Linked DNA regions of Callithrix jacchus: region 2 is linked to region 1. A link is a contact called in public Hi-C data. All regions are on one chromosome and are shown on one strand. Each heading gives the region's core, a stretch centred on a gene start, on an enhancer-like site or on the middle of the called end of the contact. The rest is flanking DNA. Distances are from core to core; before and after follow the strand shown. Region 1 holds the start of LOC144581598. Region 2 overlaps LOC144581603 (a long non-coding RNA gene).

What was found. Hi-C and Micro-C count contacts between places; a contact is called where the count stands out from the background.
Region 2: a Hi-C map of skeletal muscle shows a contact between it and region 1, with 18 times the contacts expected there. The contact joins the enhancer-like site here to the promoter of LOC144581598 in region 1. A contact is called at or near these places in 3 of 3 Hi-C or Micro-C datasets (induced pluripotent stem cells and skeletal muscle).

Annotation. Positions count from the first base shown.
Region 1 is chr2:151,409,745-151,413,274 of calJac240_pri, reverse strand. LOC144581598 reads left to right here and starts at 1,961. Exons shown (of 3, transcript XR_013532633.1): 1 at 1,961-3,530. It overlaps PLK2 (polo like kinase 2), which reads right to left and starts at 2,298. Exons shown (of 14, transcript XM_002744937.6): 1 at 1,902-2,298; 2 at 1,210-1,317; 3 at 950-1,066; 4 at 625-754; 5 at 304-391. The coding sequence starts at 2,171.
Region 2 is chr2:152,398,063-152,401,406 of calJac240_pri, reverse strand. All of the region lies in intron 3 of LOC144581603 (a long non-coding RNA gene), which reads left to right. Among named protein-coding and RNA genes, the nearest start is that of ACTBL2, 26 kb to the left of the region's middle. Within about 2 kb of position 1,661, at least 2 of the 16 cell types and tissues checked have an H3K27ac peak or open chromatin away from gene starts, as enhancers often do.

The sequences.
Region 1 (3,530 bases), core at 712-3,211:
TAATTTTTACATGCACACACAGTGTGTTAGCCCACAGGACAAAACGTTGTTAACCAACTAAAACCAGGGACATTGTGGCATTTTATACATTTCAGGCCCAGAAAAGACTTCGTTGACTGCTTTCATAATCAGTTTAGAGGCACAGGGGGCTCTGTCTAGTACACAGTGGGCATTTAGTATTTCTTTAGCATTGCTATGGTTTACAGATTTTATCACCTGACCTCTGAAACATCAACTGCAAAATAATTAAGGCACATTTGGTTTCCACGAAACCCTCCCAGGATGCATCTTTCTGACTCTTACCGCCTTCTGTGTTCCAAGGGTTCTAGCCTGGCTGCCAAACCAAAGTCCCCAACTTTTAGTTCCATGGCTTCATTAATAAAAAAGTTTCCTAGATGAGAAACAAAACAATAAGTGAATCCCTTTGAAAATGCATTCTAACCAAGTACACACACATCCACTTTGGACCCAGGCAGCCAATTGTTATATCAAAGTCACCCATTCAAAAGCTAAATTGCAGACGCTAGATCCCAATTAAGAACGTTAATATGTTTAAAAAAAAGGAGGGAGAGAAAAAAGAACTATCTCTAACACAAAACTCAGCTTTCGGTGTCAAGGACTCACCTAGTTTGAGATCCCTGTGCAAGATTTCTTGTTCATGAAGGTATTTCAGTCCAGACACAATCTGCCTGAGGTAGTATCGGACTTCTGGCTCTGTCAACACCTTTCTTGCTTTCAAAATATGAGCCATTGACTAGGGATACGAGAAGGAAAAAAGAGAAGCTGTCAAACAGTTATCAAAATCACTGGTTTCCCTTTGCAGGTTGAGCAATGAAAGTTAACATTGCAGTATGAGTACTGCCACAGCTAAAATCCCAGATAAAATACTGTTTGAATGCCATGTTAATTCAGGGAAAGTAAATGTCCTCAAATAGGAATTGACACTTACCCTTCTACTGCAGTATTCCAAGAGAATGTAAATGTTTTCTTTGTCCTCAAAGTAGTGGTAAAACTGCACTACATGTTTATGATGAAGAATTCGGTGAAGCTCTATTTCTTTGTCAATCTACATGAAAAAGCAAGGTAGGGCTTGTTAGCCTCCAGTCACCTCGGAAAAGCCAGTGATTACACAGGCAGAAGACATTTTCCTAACAGGGAAGGGCCATCCGTGCACACAAAGAAAATACTTTACTCAAGAGTCATACACACCTTTTCCCTTTGATGAGGTTTAGCTACCCTGCTGTGAGGAATAATTTTTGCAGCGTAGACTTTGTTATTTGTCAAATCTGTCATCTCGTAACATTTTGCAAAGCCACCCTGAAAGGAAACAAAGCCGAGATGGAATTGAGTATGGCACAAAAATGGACGGCAGATACTTTAAATAAATAAATAAATGGGAAGAAAGAAAAGCAAAAAAAAAAGAGGAATGGAGGAGAGTGGACAGAGGGATGCATTCTACTCCGTTGAAGCTCCCTCGTGAAGAGAAACGCATTGCTAGAAACAGCAAGTTCAGTTTCTCTTTTTCCTTTACAAACGGGAGATTTATGGAGGGTCGGAGCGGGGAGACATGAAAAATAATGTTTGATGAGACTTGTCAGGAAAATTCTCTGGGAGCAGGTGGAGGGACAGAGGTCTGAAATAGAAAAGCCCTCGCTTCTTTCAAGATGCATTTCTCTGGGCTACGGGAGGCACACAGTTCTGAGGCTGATTGCAAAGCCGAGATCGCCTGCGCTGCCGGGGCACAAAAGCCACAGGACAGGTGAGGAGCCCACCTCGCGCTGGGATCGGACCCCCGAGAAACCCGGAAGCCGCGGGCGCGGGACCCCGCGGGCCCGCCCGGCTCGGGGTCGCCCGGGCAGACCTCCCGCCCGCCCGACAGCCCGGCGCCCTCCGCTCGTCACCTTTCCCAGCACTTTGCCCCGGCAGTAGCGCTTTCCCGTCGTGGGGTCGACGATAATCCGCGAGATCTCGGGCCCCGAGTGCGAGTGGTGGTGATGGTGATGCGGGGCCGCCGGCGGCACCTGCGCCTGGGACTGCTGCGCCTGCGATTCCTCTGGGGGCTGAGGCGGCCGCTTCTTCTTCGAGTCCCCTCCGCAACCCTTGCCCAGCGCCTGCTCGCACATTTTGGTGCTAGCAGCCGGCTGGTAGGTGATAGTCCGCAAAAGCTCCATGGTCGCCTCGCCGCCCCACACTGCCCGCTGCCGTCCCCTCCCTAGGCGCGGTCACACGTCCGAACCGGCCGTGGCCCTCGCACCCCTGCCTCTGCTGCCGACGCGCAACCGACACCCCGGTCCACTTGTGCGAGTGAGAAGGCTCGAAGTCTTATATACCAGCCGGCGACAATGGGGCGGAGATTCGAAACGCAACATTGCGTCACGGCCGACGCCCCGCCCCACGGCCGCCCTGAGCGCGCAGGGCCGAGAAGCCGGTCTGTCCCGCCACCCCGGTCCAGCTTCCGAACCGGGCCGCGCACCTCGAACTCCGGCCGCTGAGAGTTCTCGCGGCCACGAGGAGGCCATCAGGGGCGTCTGTGGGTCCTGCCGCCCGTTCTTCGAAGGCTCCGAGCCTCAGCGATAAAAACAGAAATCCGAGGTCAAGCGACCGGCCCCACCCCCGCCCCAGCCGCCGGGTGGCGGGGCAGTGCAGTGACCCTAGCGAGCTGGGCGCGGGTGCAGACGCAGCCCTTCCCCCGCGCAGCCCTTCCCGGCCGCCTCGCCCCCGGCGCCTTCTGTGTCTAGGTGTTAGGGTGCCCGGAGCCCACCGCACGGGCATGCGTGGCCTCCCCTGGCCATGTGACAGGACTCGGTTGCCGCTGCTCCGCGGCGCTGTGACGAGCTCGCTGGTGTCTATCAGGGGCAGTGCCGAGAGGCCGTGCCGGGGGAGAGGCCACGGTTCGTGGAGCCGGACATTCGAGCTCTTCCCGCATCGCGCTGGGGCGGACTCCGGCCCGCAGGCTGGGATCCCGGGCCGATCGGCCCACCGTGCCAGGATCCCCCTCAAGGCCCGTCAGACCCCCGCCCATCCCCCTTAAGCGAGCCTCTGTACGAGGTCAGGCCCTGAACCCTGGAGAGCGAGGTCGGCGCCCTGGCAAGGCGTCCTCCGCCGGTGGCCCGAAGATTGGAAAGCAAGGGCGGCATCTTGTGGAATATTCCAGAAGTGCTGTTAGGTGTCGGAGTGGGCCACAGTTGAGGACTGTAGGCCTTTGACAGTTACTGGTATTAAAAATCGATGCCGATTAAGAGTTTGGAATCAGAGTCATCTATGACTTCTTCCGAATGCATCTGTTGAGATGCCTCATGAGCTGCCCCGGCGCATGAAGAGTCAATCCGAGACTTCCTGGGATGGGGGATTGGGAGGATGAAGAGAGGAGCATAGTCCAGTGAATGCAAACACGGCTTAGTTTTCTATTTCCAGATTTACTGTGCAGTTTTACTAACCTAGGAACACGTTTAATTTTTCTTACTCTAATTATGATAGTGTTACATTTATTGAGGACTGTGCAGTATTTTGAAATGCCTTACTTAATCCTA
Region 2 (3,344 bases), core at 412-2,911, 990 kb before region 1:
AATTAAAACTACATGAAAAGACATTGCAGACCTTACCTCCAAGTGAGAAGATTGAGGTTTTCAAACTATAGCTTCCTATTTAATAGCCACACACATAGGTTTTTGTTACTTTTTATTCCTTTTGATTTTAACTAGTCTGGCTGAATATGAATGATGGGAAGGAGAAAAGCAAAAGGGGGTTATACTTGAAAATTGTTTTAATTGATGAAAAAGGCTTAAAGAATTATGGAAGGATTGTGGAGGTCACTTGGTCCAACTTGGGAGCCTTAAATCTGGAGTACGGTAGTCAGGGTATAAATACAGTGAGTGGGAGCAAGGGCAGTATCATCACAGGTGCCTCTATGGCCTCTCCTTGGCGAGCAAGGCGAAGGCAATTTAAAAGCAGAGAGAGAGATCTGGTTTTCTGCAAAACAAAACCAAAGCCAGTCCTGTCTCCACCCAATCTTCCATTGTAAATTCTGAGAAGGGAGCACCAGGCCTGGAGGATGCTATCAGAACAGGATTCCTGAGGAAATAGATGCACCCGAGATGGTGATGGGGCCCAGGTTTAATAACCAACACTCCACCTTCTATTAAATAGGAACTTTCTTCTCATTTGTTCCAAAAAACCCCCACACTCAGCATTCCCGTGGGTAGAGAAGGAAACAGATGTGAGACCAGACCCAGATCTGAACAAATTTGCTGGGTGAGTTCACTGATTCTTCCTTCTTTGGGAAGTTTTAGAGAAAGGAGGTAATTTCTGGAAACTAAGTCAGTCTTGGAGGTGTATGCACAGAACATCTGTGGTGAAGGGACCATGATGGTCTATGAAGGGTCCATCAGCTATGAAGGGACCATGTTCCTAACTTTAGAATAGATATGATTTCCAAAATGAAGGAATGTTTTTTTTCTGGTGAGGAAAGACAGAGGGCAGAAACTGAGGTCCAAATAGAATGGTTTGAGCTGTCTTCATCTGAACCTAAACAGTTATGATGGAGTCTCAAGAGGAGCCACATGGTATGAAAGGGTTTAATACTGAGTGAGCCTGGGGGAGTGACAGTAATCAAAGGATGGAAAGAAAGCACAGCTCAGATGCACAAGATGTGTCTGTTCCTTGAGGGCACTGTTGCATTTCTCTTGAATTTTTCTACACTGCTGGGTTAAGCTCTGTCAAGAATCTCTGTCCCATTGGGAAATGAGATATTTTCTACGATTCGTTTTTTCCCCTAATGATTCCCATTGAGTTAAGGGCTGACACCTCAACAAGCAGCTCAACAGTCTCAGAGAGAGAGATCCCTTAGAGAGCTGAGCCCCGGGGAGAGAGATCCCTTAGAGAGCTGAGCCCCAGGGAGAGACACTTGTGAGGAGCTCTCTCTGCATTGACTTGGCTCTGTGGCCTCTGTCCAAGATGCTCAGATCTTGTCAAACACTGTCTCCTTTGCACTGCAGTGCATGTCACAACGCCCTATGGATGCAAAAGAGGTGACAACAAAAAAGGTTAACAGCAAACTGGGGATAGTGCCAGGAATGGAACTTGATTCCTTAATTCTTGTTCCAGAACCCAAGCAGCCTGGCTTTGCCAGGGCCAGCCTGACTGTTCATAGAGCTGTCATTTGGTTTTTGGTCATTTATATACCATTTGCTAGCTGTTCATAATTTCAGTGCAATTTTGCTCAGAACATGGGAAACAAAGACAGCAAAACAAGGGGCTCTTATGTTTTTCCCTGCTGTCGTCAGTGGATGAAGTTGACTGGGCAAGAGTACGAGCTTTTTCTTGCTACACTTGATGGAGTTTCTTTTTTAAAAAAATGAACATTTTTAAAGAGAAAATGTCAGTGTGCGGAGTAAATGCAGATTGCCCTGTTAAATATTTAAAACATAGCATTTATCCATCAATTTTGGTAGGGTTAGAGTCAGTAGATTAATCATTTATCAACAAAGATTTAAATAGATGCAAATCATTCGTTACTGTCAGAGCTACTCCTAACTCCCACTGAGGCTTTGTGTCAAGTAGAAAAGGAGGGTTCTCTGGGCAGAAACAGCTCGGTACCAGGCCACATGACTTCAGTCCCTAACTCTCATTCATGTGCCTTTATGCAGTGTACAAACAGTGCAGCTGTATATGACTATACATTGAGGGAGAGAGTGGGCCATACATTATGCCATTAGATGGAAGTTTTCCTAAAAAATTAGGTCTTGAGCAGAACTTAAACAAAAAGACCCTCCTTTTTGGGTATGGCACATAGAAGGAAGCAAGTTGCTTATTCTAAGGGAAAAAACTACAGAGGCTTGCTGGGGTTTCGCCCCTAAATTCTTTACCCCCACAGCTGGGATAATAACAGTTTCCTCTGGGCTGTAGGAGCAATCCTGGCTGTAAGGAGAAGGAAAAGAAGGACCTGAGGACTCAGTATTCAATGAATCTCATCTTTCAGCTTCATGATGTTACCTTGTGTCCATCTAAGCACATCTTGGTTTTTTGTTTCCTGCCCTATCTTCAGAGTTCTCTTAGTGGTGGAATTTGTGCCTGTTTTTTTACCCCTTATTTTCCCTTTTCCTTCAGATTCTACCTGAACCTATGACTGGGACCCTATGACCATTTGCTATCTCCTCCTGATGCCACATGCCTTTCTGACTCCCTGGAAGCCTTTATGCCTCTAGGAAACTACCACAGGGAATTCTGACACTGGCCTCACCTGTTAGAGTGACTGCCTGGATCAAGGGCTCATTTTAGACCTAAAAATCCTATTCATATTTCCTACCTTTTACTCCTTGAATCTATTTCCTGGTTTTGGATTAATCTTTAGAAGCAGGATTCTTAAAAATGAATGCTTATTAGAATTGCCTAGGGAGCTTTATAGAACTGGGTGCCCAGATGCACTACTGTCCACTGAAATTAGAATGTATGGGAGGCACAGGCACCTGTATCTTTAAACCTTCGCAAGTTATTTCAACAGGCAAGCATGGTTAAGACACCGTTTAGAATCACATCCCCACATTTGTGTACTCTCTTTACTCGTTTGTTTGTTTTCTTTATCTCTCCTTCATTTCTGAAGTTTGCTTTTGATTAGGCAGCTTTTTTTTTGTTTCCACGTTGAGACTCATGAGGCCTTCACTTAGCCTCACGAGTCTGATTGCATTGATTTTTCCTGGGACAGCCTGGCTCACCACCAGACAAGCTTAAATTATGATTATGTTTTGGAGCCAGAAGGCTGAGAGGACTATCTGAAGACCCGAAGTTAGCCTTTTGTGGTTTCTTTATCCTGTAATTCTAATAAATGCAATTCATCAACCTGCCTTGCACAGGAAAGAACATTCTTTGTAGGCAGACCTCAACTTATGAATGGGTTGTGTTCCAAAAATTGTTT